Regions from separate parts of the Danio rerio genome. Here regions 1 and 3 are each linked to region 2. The links are chromatin contacts, called in public Hi-C and Micro-C maps. All regions are on one chromosome and are shown on one strand. The core of a region is the stretch at or near the end of the contact, and the rest is flanking DNA. Distances in the headings are between cores, read along the strand shown. Region 1 holds the start of fnbp1l (formin binding protein 1-like). Region 2 holds the start of paox1 (polyamine oxidase (exo-N4-amino) 1). Region 3 overlaps fnbp1l (formin binding protein 1-like).

Region 1 (3,864 bases), core at 1,238-3,737, 250 kb after region 2:
AATTAATAAACCTGACCAGCCTGAAAATATGAGGAGTGAAAGAAGCCGTCAATCGGTTAATAATGTAGTTAACTTTAAGAGCAATTCTATGGAAATGTCAATCTTGCCAAGAAAAAAAGTTGACCAAAATAGCGAAACCCTTTCCAAGTTTTTGCTTAGCGTTGTATTTTACTGTACTGTAAAAATACTCAAAAAATGTCTCTATAAATATTTATAAACAATTATATTTGATTTACCAATGTCACACAAGTGGCAATTTCACATCTGTCACGTCCATAACGGTGAGATGTCGCATCAACAATCAAGCTTTTTCTCTCATAAATGCACAAATGTAAAGTAAAATAAAATAAATTATTTTTGTTCAATAGAGAGCAACTTTCATCCTTTTGATTAGCACTGTTTCTTTTGTTGCATAACATGTTTATTTTCCTCATTTAAAATATAAAAAACTTTTACAGATTAGGGCTGGGGGATTTAGCAAAATTGCTATCTCGATAATTATTTTCCATATTAAACGATAATGATATATATTTCAATATAAGATGTAAATGCTTCCAGATTTAAATGAGTTCCCCAACAATGACAACACCACAAAAATTAGGGGGTCCATTGAAAGGCATTACATTTTCGGCCGATAAATTTTCGGTGGCTAAAAAATTCAATACATATCTAATATCAACAAACTTTTAGATTCCTATTGTTGCACATTTCTGCTGTGTGATCGGCTCTCAGATTAATAGAGTAAAAAAAAAAGGTCCAGGGCTAATCCTTGTTATTGACATAAATTTTTTTTGCGTTTTTTTATAATATCGTTACATGCCCAGCCTTACTCCAAATTGATATTTGTCTGATCCCTCAACTCTGTGGTTAGTTGTTTTGGAAAATAGAAACAGATGTTCCAATATAATGTTAACATATACTCTCCTAGTCAAATTATGTTTGGAGTTTTTACTGCAAATGTCAAATTCCACAACACTGGAATTGCTCAGAAAGGGAAGAACAAACAAGTTATACTGTCAAAAAAACTCCAAAACCAGAACTCTCCATCTCACATAGAGGTAAAGTTGGTTTTATAGCGCACATTTGTTCAGTAGCCTGTGACACGGTCCCTGCATTGTTTCCCATGGTACTTTGAATATTCAGTCTGAAATCACACGCAAGCATGACTTCAAAACTATTTATTTATTCAGCACTATGTATTTGACTGTGAACAATGTTGTATGTGTTTGGTACTAATATGACTTCCCTATTTGGTATTTGCAAAGAATCCTTTTCTGAAATTATATTAATAATGAGAAAGTCTGAATGTGTGAATATAAAACCAACTTTACCTCTCACTCACTCACTAGAACTCAACAACAACAAAATGTAAGTCATTACTCTTGATGTTTACCAAATTAGTACTTCAAGTACACAGTAATAAGAGTTAAAACTGAAGCATCGATTAAACCACCTTGTCTAAACAAGAACTACAATACGACGACGCATGGGATATTTCAAGCACTACCTCACTCAGTCACACATCCTCTCCTCTGCTCTGCTTTTTGTCCAGTAGCCCAATCTGAAGGGCAACACCCCTGTAACAGACCCTCACACACTCGACGGGCTTCATTGTCTCCCGAAATTTCAGCTTATACCCAAACGATACGTATATTCATTACCAAGCAGGCCAGTTTTGTCAGCGGAACATGGCAGACTTCAAGCCCAGACAATAAAAGACGAGGGATCAAACTGCAGCAGTGTTGCCAATGCTCCAAACCCGTTAAAGAAAATGAAGTATAAATCCAACCAACACATATATGCACATTGGAACATTCATCCCATGTTATATATTGTTATCACCATATTCTACATTGGCTGTCAACAATATAAGAAACAATTGAAACATAATGTTGGGAGAAAATGCTGTGTTTGTGACTATATACATGTGATCTCGGTTATATACGAGGATCATCTCTTCCCACCTTAGTCATCGAAACTGGGTGTGAAACCTGAAGATTGCGGCTTGATTAGGAATGTCACTGGAATAATAAGGAACGTCACGCGTGGTACAATTAAAACTTGGTAGTTACGTTCTCAAATGTTACAATGTCTCAAACTCTCTCATTATTTCAAGCGGTAAAGGTGTACTGGCAGAGCAAACCAGCGGGACACGTCGAGAATTCACAGACAGTCCGATTAGGGCACCTTTACTGAAGTCATGCTAAAAAGCGACTTGTTTGTGAGTGAACAAAAGGCCACACGGAACGAGCAATGGGAAAAGTGCGCTTACCCAAAGATCCGTTCCCCAGCTCATGGCGAAAAAAAACTCCAAGAACTAACGTCTCCTCCGCTTAAAACTCCAGGGTTGCTTGTTCTTCCCTCTCTCTGCCGTCGTGTAACTCTCTATAGTCTCCAGTGAAGCCAGCAGCGACAACCTCACGGCTCAGGGTTTTCCCATTTCCGACACACACAATGCGCCTCTGCCGCGGGGAAATGGAGGGATGTGTCTGTGTCCAACAGCGCCTCCTATCCGCCACATCTTGTGCGTAGAGATCTTGGATATCTAACAATCTTCTAGAATAAAGCACATATTTTACAACCAGATTTTTACATCGCTTAAATCAGCAGGAGTTTGATAGATATACCGTGTTGGGGAATGTTACTTTTGAAAGTAACGCATTACAAAATTGAGTTACTCCCAAAAAAGGTGCGTTAGTTTTACTGAGGTAAAGTTGGTGTTATATTCTCACATTCGTTCAGTGACAACTTGCGACACAGTCCCTATATTATTTACCATGGTACTTTAAATATTTGGTCTGAATTGACATGTAAGTATGACTTCAAAACAACAGCACTATTTATTTGACTGTGAACAATGTTGTACTTTGATCATTGGCTGCTAATATAATTTCACAATTCAGTGTCGTCAAAGAATACTTTTCTGAAAATATTTTATTAAGGAGAAATTCTGAATGTGTGAATATAAAGCCAACTTTACCTCAATGTTATTTTTCATGGTAAGTATGCATTATGTTTACTTTTGAGGAGGCATGGTCCGGTATAAGATTGTGACAATAACCTGGATAAAATATCACGGTTTGATGGCATTGTAGTTATTGCTCTGAATGTCTGGGTAAAGACACTTTTTCGTTTCTTCAATGTGTTCAGAATAATATGAATACTTCCATTGCAGAAATGTAAGGCTCTGCTATCTTCCTTTCTGTCTGTTCCTGCATTTTCTCATTGAGTGATTCAAGGTAAATAGGTTAATTTTAATTCAGCAACATAATTTTTTAAAAGCTGATTTATTAAACTAAAAAGTAACTTGAATTATATTTTTAAAAGTAATGCATTACTCGTTACTTGGAGAAGTAATATTATTACGTAACTCGCATTAATGCATAACCCACACTGTAGGTCTGTTATGCGGTTTACAAAGATATACTACTATTCTGTTTTAATAATTTAATGAATTATACATTTTATGACAGAAAAGTGCAGAATATCTTTGTGAAGATAAAACGGGATAAATGGCAGGATTATTTGAAGTATTTGCAAATAAAATGTAGCCTAAATTAATTACAAAATGTGCAATTTACTACTGATTAAAAGTATGACATCAAGGCTGCATTACTTCATTAATTTTCCTTCGGCTTAGTCCCTTTCTTCATCAAGGATCACCACAGTGGAATGAACCACCAACTTATCCAGCATATGTTTTACACAGCAGATGCCCTTCCAGCTACAACCCATTACTGGGAAACATTCATACACTCTCGTTCACATTCATACAATACGGCCAATTTAGCATAGCCAATTCACCTATAGCGCATGTCTTTGGACTGCGGGGGAAAATAGAGCACCTGGAGGAAACCTACGCCA
Region 2 (3,827 bases), core at 1,231-3,730:
TCGGCCCACAATCTGGCAACCTGCACTTGCATTTGTTTTGATCCAGGAATGCAATGCCTAGTTCAACCACTGGGTGTCAAACTTACATACTGCACCTTTAAATATATACAATTTCTTGAGATTTAGCAATAATAATAATAAAGAAAATTCTTATGAAGATTAGCAAAATGGTTGGTTCAAGAAGGAACATATTTTTGCTTGGATGGATTTTAAATGATGTGATGCAATCCGTCAACACAGCAAAAAAAGGATTTTGGAATTTTTAATGGAAGTGAAACTAAGTCATGAGTCCAAAGATTAAGGTTTCCTAAAATAGTTTCCTCTAAGAAACAACCTCTTTTTGTCTCCTTTGCATTAACACTGGAAAATGCCACATTTACATGTCAAAACTGGAAGATCTTCAAAATATGAATTTGCATAACAGTTATATAACGAATATGTTTGATTAGTGCAACAAACACTTATAGTTGAAGACGGAATTATTAGGCCACCTTTGATTTTTTTGATTTTTTATTTATATATTTCCCAAATGATGTTTAACAGAGAAAGGAAATTTTCACAGAGTCTTATTTGTTTTATTTTGGCTAGAATAAAAGCAGTTTTTAATTTTTTAAAAAACATTTTAAGGTCAAAATTATTAGCCCCTTTAAGCTATATATTTTTTCGATAGTCTACAAAACAAACCATTGCTATACAATAACTTGCCTAATTACTCTAAACTGCCTAGTTAACCTAACCCAGTAAACCTTTTAAATGTCACATTAAGCTGTATAAAGGTGTTTTGAAAAAAATGTAGTAAAATATTATTTACTTTCATCATGGCAAAGATAAAATAAATCAGTTATTAGAAATGAGTTATTAAAACTAACATGTTTAGTTTACATGTTTACTCTGTTAAAAAGAAAATTGGGAAAAAATTAACAGGGGGGCTAATAATTCTGACTTCAACTGTACACAATATTGTAAACACTTACATAATATACATTATGTAATACATTAAAAGATACTTATTTGATGCTTGTAGTTGGTTTTTGGTTTTCTGATAGTAATTTAGTCATTACTACTAAAACTTGCAATTAATGTTTACAAAAATTCTCATCCTCATGTGCAATGTTTAATGAAATATTATTGGTATATGGTTTTACTGCTATTACTAATGGTATTACACAATAAAATGTTGCGGTAATCCAATGCTGTGTGAAATATGGACAAACCAAACCACTGGGTTTCATTTACATTTAATTGAAAACAACAACAACAATGCATAGTTTGACCATAACATTTTGGTTATGACAACCCAGGATTTTTAGTGTTGGTATTGAAACAACAACAATAATAATAAAAGTACACATAAATTAAGAAATAAATTAGAATAAATAAAATGATTGTTACATTAACCATAATAAAACCTTGGTTGATTTTCTTAAACCTTTAACTGCCTGCTCTACCAAATGGTTGACTATATTTCAAATAATGACTGTTAGTCATTTAAAGAATGACTTTGAATAATGGTTTACACACACAGCATTGTTGGTTTACAAAAAAATCTAACAAACATCTTGTTGCACTTCTACACTTAATTATGGTTTATTGTAAAAAAGAAAACATGTTAAATGAGAATCTGAAATAGTTCATGGCATACTTCAAAACATGAAGATGATTAAGCGTTCAATAATGTTTTATTTTGATTATGTTTTAAATAAATTGGTCTTACACTTCATATTTTCAGCTTTTTCATAGTGCATGTACTAAATCTGGTACTTTTACCATAAACCAACATATATTATCAACCATTTGGTAGAAGTTGATATTTTAAAAATTATGAGATATGTAACGTTATTGAGAGTGTCAACTTGCGACAATACAAGACATTAACAAAGGAGTTAAGAAATGCAATCCAAAAAAAAATTTTTTTTTGTTTTTTTTGGTGGGGCAGCTAAAGGGTTAAGGACTCTTTCTTTAAATGACTATCATATTCTTACAGAGTTTAACCTTTTTAAACTTTATTGACAGTGGCGAATAGTTTCCAACTTTAATATTTTGATTAAAAAGTGACGAACTTTGCAGAAACCTGAACAGGTTATGATGTATTTACCCAGAGTTGCAGTAGCTACTCTTCCTCCAACATTTTCGGCGGCTTCCAGCACAGTGACGTCATTAAATCCATATTCTTTCAGCTTCTTGGCAGCGGCGAGTCCTGCCACACCTGCACCGACAACCACGATAGATGGACTCCTGTCTACCATGATGACTAAAGGACTGAAGAAGAGATCATCTTAACCGTCAATTCACAAGAAGCATTACGATTACACATTTATTAAAACAGAACAAGTTCAGTCCTGCCGTTCTAAAACAAAAGCGCTTTTGTAGCTTTGTCCTACAACATAGCTAGATTAAGGTGTTTATACTCACTTGTAACGGAGCAGAATGTTGACTATCCACCTTTAGCGGTTAGTTACATAGCTTAGTTCCACTTCCTGTTGTAATGTTATAGCAACCAAAGTAGAAGAAACAGTCCTTTTTTCCTTTTTTTTTCTGATCGCTGTATGCATACTTGTCCATTAGGGGGCAGGAAATCCTAAGAAAAGAAACTGAGTTCATGAATATCACCAGAACTAGTCAAGCTTTACTTCTTTTCTGAACATAGGATTATTTCAAGAGGTGTGTTTGTGTACACACAGAACACAGAGAAAACAAGACATGTGTACTGAGCTGCAGCGGAGGCAGGAAGTAGTTTTAGGTACTATGGTTAACCATCTGATTGAATTAGGCCTATATAAGTGCTATTATTGATATTAAATTAAATTTTGATGAAAATACTGAAAGGGCAGGACAGGCCAACAAAGACTTTATTGTCTGTGAAAATTTGTGAAGTTTACTATTGATAGGACCAGGGGTGTTGCTAGACATAAGCACCTTTCTTCACGTGCACATGCCGAGCCCCAGTAAATTGGACCTAGCAACGCCCCTGCATAGGACTCTGATGGTGGCATTTTAAGGCCTATATAGAATCCATTTAAACCTTTTCATTGATTTGTTGATTTGCTTCTTTAAAAGTAAAACAGAAGAACCCACTGTCTGTTTTAAATACCTTCAGCAAAGTATTAAGGGTAAAAGTGCCAGGGTTATTCTATTTGTATGAAATTCAGGTGTTAAAAAAAGCCCATTTTCATTTTTTTTTTTTTTTTGCGATTGACTTGCTGAATTTTATTGGGAAGAGTTGCTGTTTTTAGTAGCCTACTGGTAATGCTGCTTAATGCTTGTCTTAAGTGTGTGGTATATGTGTTGTAAATCTATTATGCTGCAGAACTAATCACCCCAAAAGGGCACAATAATGTTTACAGTAACTGTGTAATAAATAGAGAAGGATCTGTGTTACTTTTCCTAACTTTTCAGCCTGTATCCCTTAAAATAACAATGCCAGTGACTCGTGACCCCCACTATCCTCTGAGTTGGTTATAAATATACAAGCACACATATCTATAGATCCATTTTATTTTGGAGAACGCCACATGTGACCATCCTCCATGTTCAGTCATAGCCTGAATTTATTTTTTTATGTATGGAGAAAGTCTTACTTGTTTTATTTCGACTAGAATAAAAGCAGTTTAAAAAATTTTTTTTAAAACATTTTAAAGTTATTTGCCCATTTAAGCTACATTTTTCTGATAGTCTACAGAACAAACCATTGTAATGCAATAACTTGCCTAATTACCTTCCTGTCAAGTTAACCTGATTAACCTAGTTAAGCCTTTTAATGTCACTTTAAGCTGTATAGAAGAAAAATATCTAGTCAAATGTTATTTACTGTCATCATGGCCAAGATA
Region 3 (3,793 bases), core at 1,134-3,633, 170 kb after region 2:
GTCCTAAGCACTGTGCCAGCTTTGTTGGCCTAAAACCTTTGAAGAATATATAATCAATCCGTCTATTTAATAAAAACAAACAGAATATATAGGAAATATGTACAAAAATACAACACCACAAAATTTCCTCTTTAAGCAAAGGTCTGTTCAATGTGGCTTCCCTTGGGACCAAGCACTGCTTAAACTGTTTGTTTTGTTCTAACCGTCAGGATGACATTGTGTAAAATCAGGCTTCTTTTAGCACTTTCCAGAGTTCTTCATTAGGTTTCGAGTGTCTTATCTTTCTTTTTCAGTCCAGGAGATCTCCTACAGCCTCTATAATATTCAGGTCTGGACCCGGTGGAGACCATTTTATGACTCCACATAAAATTTTATCTGTTTAATCAGCTGTTTTCATTCTCGAAAGCAAAATTAAGAGCAATTAGTGAATCATTATAACACTGAAAATATTAAATAAAATGCTAAAATGAAAACTATAACCACTGAAGTCCTTTCCAGAAGAAATGGCATAATGGATTAAAACCCAACAATACTTTCAGCATTCACAATTCCATCAGTTCAGACAATATTGCAAACAACACTGGTGGAAATTTAGCTCAAAGCAGGACAAACAGCCTCTCTCCAACACTGCCTTTCACATGTCTTAAACAATTAAGCCAAAATAATCAAAACTCAAATTTAACCCAACACCTACACTACACATCAACATAAAGAATTGAAAGAAATGTATTTACCCTATATATCTCAATTTTAAAAACAATTGAGAAAACAATTTACACTAATGACTATACCATTATATCATCAGTCAAACAACAGATTTAATGTTGGCCTAAAACTTTTGCACAGTACTGTATTTAAAAATGTAGTTTTTTCCTGTGATGGCAAAGCTGAATATGACTGTAGTCTCCAGTAACACCGTCACATTCTCATTCATAAATCATTGTAATATGATAACTTAGTGCTCAAGAAACATTTCTTATTTAAAAAGCTACAAACAGATCAACAGCCTTATATTTAACAATTGTATGAGAAAAAAATGGAAAGAATAGCATTTATTTCAAACTAAAATGTTTTTTACCATCATTATCTGTATATTTTATGGTCAATTTAATGTGAACATGCTTAAATGTTTAATTTCTATTAATTATTTAAATTATTATGAATTAAGAGTTTATGATTGATTGTGGATGTTTCACGGGATTATTTAAAACACAAAAGGACCTCAGTGTAATTAAATAAACTATGTCCAAATGACATGCCTAGACTAAACAATGAGCACTGACTTAATGTAATTTTGATCAAACCATCCAAACAGCAAGAATAGCTCAAGCACTCTGCTGCACATGGATTTACAACAATTCAGTAACTCCTAAAAGGAATGAGTGTGTGTTAGACAGGCCATCTGTGTTGAGAATGCAGATAATGTAGTGAGGAAACCCAGACCTCTCTCTTCCGTGCGGAGCGTGATGGTTTACATCTGCACTGGACCGCCGCTCACTTCGAGATCCATGCTTTCCTTCCACCTCTGCTAACCAGCTCTGTGATCGAGAAAGACAAACCAACAGTGAAACAACTATTGTGTGCAACAAATCACAAACCCAAAGTCCACTTTTTTCCACATGGCCATGACATTTCAAATTATGGGCTGCTTTATGGTTTAGGAAACCAGGCAGTGTAACAGAAAAACAATTTGGATTTGTGACTTGCTTTTGTATCTGAAATTAGGATAAAGTTAGACTTGGTGTTTTAAAGTGACATTAGAATCACAAACAAATCTGTGGCCAAAGCTTTTTTTGTTTTTAGTGCGTTTTGTTCTTCTAGATTATTTTCTCTCTGTACTTAATAGAGTACAGTAATATTCAATATGTTTGCAAAACTGCAACAGGAAGTTATTCAGTATTAGTGTTGGGTAAAATTAACTTTAAAAGTAATCTTAAAGTTATCTTAAGCAGTCTTCAACTTATCTTTAATAAAAAAACAACTAAAAATAACATAAAATGTATTTTTCTCATTACTTTCCTTAAAAAGTACCAAGTAACACATTTTGTTACCTAAAGAAATAAACACTGACTTATTAGGGGAGGATGTAATATACTACTTTAAAGTAACTTTATCCAACACTGTTGTTCACATTATTCAGGGTCTGCTTAAAGTTCTAATTTGTTAAATCTATTAATTTCCTCATAATATTCAACCGATGTATAGTTTTTATAACACTTAAACTAACTGATTACATTTCAACAAAAGTTACTCACTCAAAGCATCATTGATTAAAGGAATAAGGTGGATAAAAACACACATTTTCTTGCTACAGACTCTGTATTATGACTCTTCCTCCACTAGGTGGCGCTGCAACACAGCGTCTTTCAGTTGTTTCATGTCATATTTATCCAGATGTACTTTTGCGGAGGCCGCGTTTCCTTTAGAGACCTCAACAATAAGTCATTCCTCTGGGAAGGTTACCTCATTTTTATGGATCTCGGAGCGGAGTTTCTCCATGTTGCATATGGTCTCTGATATCTTGGGCTGGAGACTTCCAGGATCTCCCATCTGGGGATTCTTCTCATAGACATCTTTCATTTTGTTGAGAGCATCTCTGGAATAAAGACAAATGGAATATTGAGATATTATTCTTCTCCCACTAATTTAAAAACGTTAAGTTATGTTGCTTTAGCATGCAAGGCAACATATACCTAAACAAATAAACACAATAATTAAAATAAGAACACTAAATACACTAAATAATAAACTAAATGATTTATTAAATATTTAAATAAATTGTTAATAATAATAATAAATCCTTACATTTATACAGCAATTTTATGGACACTTAAAACTCTTTACTCATTGGTGGGAATCTCCTCATCCATAATTCTCTGGCATCTGATTGGTTAAAACTCCTACTCCTAAAACTAATAATATTACTACTACTACTAGTAATAATAATAATAATAATAATAATAATAATAATAATAACAATAATAACAATAATAACAACAACAACAACAATAATAATATTATTAATAATATAATAATAATAATGGACAACAACGACAATGCCGAAAAAACAACAAACTATAAATAAATACTATTTTAATTTGTTAATATCTAAAATTAAGCAAGTAAATTTATAAAATAATTACTGAAAATGTTTAATTTATTTTTATTTTAAAAATATTACAATTACAATAAACAATGTAATTTTATCATCAAAATAATTTATAGTATTATAAAAAATTATAAAAGTATAATAAAAATGTATTGTTGTACAATTGAACAAGCAAATAATGCATAAATTAGTTAATATAAAATATTTTTAAAAGACATCTTGTATTAGATAATACCAAATTAAATAAATTAAAAAATGAATGCGTTTTCCTGTATTGATGGTTAGTAGCATACAGAATACAATTACAAAGATAGCAAATCTGAACAAAAACACTATGCTACATAATAAAATGTCTTCATTGTCTACCTTTGGTCCTGTTCCTTCTGCAGTTCTTTATTCAGCTCATCGATCCGCTGTTGTAGTTTTTTGCGTCTCTGTTCAGGGGGAAGGTGGCTGAGATCCTCTAGTGTTGGCGCCTGTACAAACACAGGTTATTGGTTGGAGGCAAAGATGCACTGACAAACATCCCGGCACAGTCTGAGCACACATTATATAAACAGTCACTCTTAAGAGAGATGTCTTTCCTACAGTTTAACGCTGAGCCCTTATGTTTGCATACATTCCAATTCTGGAATTCAGACGATAGTTTATAAACTTTAAGCCGCACTGTAAGAAAGACATCTT

The links. A called contact is a pair of places that touch in the nucleus more often than the background predicts.
Region 1: a contact with region 2 is called in a Micro-C map of caudal fin, with 2.8 times the contacts expected there. The contact joins the promoter of fnbp1l here to the promoter of paox1 in region 2. A contact is called at or near these places in 3 of 18 Hi-C or Micro-C datasets (caudal fin, embryo and an unstated tissue) and 1 of 4 datasets of contacts at active chromatin or transcription factors (embryo).
Region 3: a contact with region 2 is called in a Hi-C map of embryo, with 2.0 times the contacts expected there. The contact joins the enhancer-like site here to the promoter of paox1 in region 2. A contact is called at or near these places in 8 of 18 Hi-C or Micro-C datasets (caudal fin, embryo, fibroblasts and 2 more) and 1 of 4 datasets of contacts at active chromatin or transcription factors (caudal fin).

What each region holds. Positions count from the first base shown.
Region 1 is chr8:16,750,133-16,753,996 of GRCz12tu, reverse strand. fnbp1l (formin binding protein 1-like) reads right to left here and starts at 2,487. Exons shown (of 14, transcript NM_001003634.1): 1 at 2,273-2,487. The coding sequence starts at 2,296.
Region 2 is chr8:17,003,151-17,006,977 of GRCz12tu, reverse strand. It overlaps paox1 (polyamine oxidase (exo-N4-amino) 1), which reads right to left and starts at 2,480. Exons shown (of 8, transcript NM_001113603.1): 1 at 2,413-2,480; 2 at 2,096-2,259. The coding sequence starts at 2,246.
Region 3 is chr8:16,834,606-16,838,398 of GRCz12tu, reverse strand. fnbp1l (formin binding protein 1-like) reads right to left here. Exons shown (of 14, transcript NM_001003634.1): 10 at 3,476-3,585; 11 at 2,464-2,596; 12 at 1,444-1,538. Among named protein-coding and RNA genes, the nearest start is that of fnbp1l, 85 kb to the right of the region's middle. Within about 2 kb of position 2,383, at least 8 of the 62 cell types and tissues checked have an H3K27ac peak or open chromatin away from gene starts, as enhancers often do.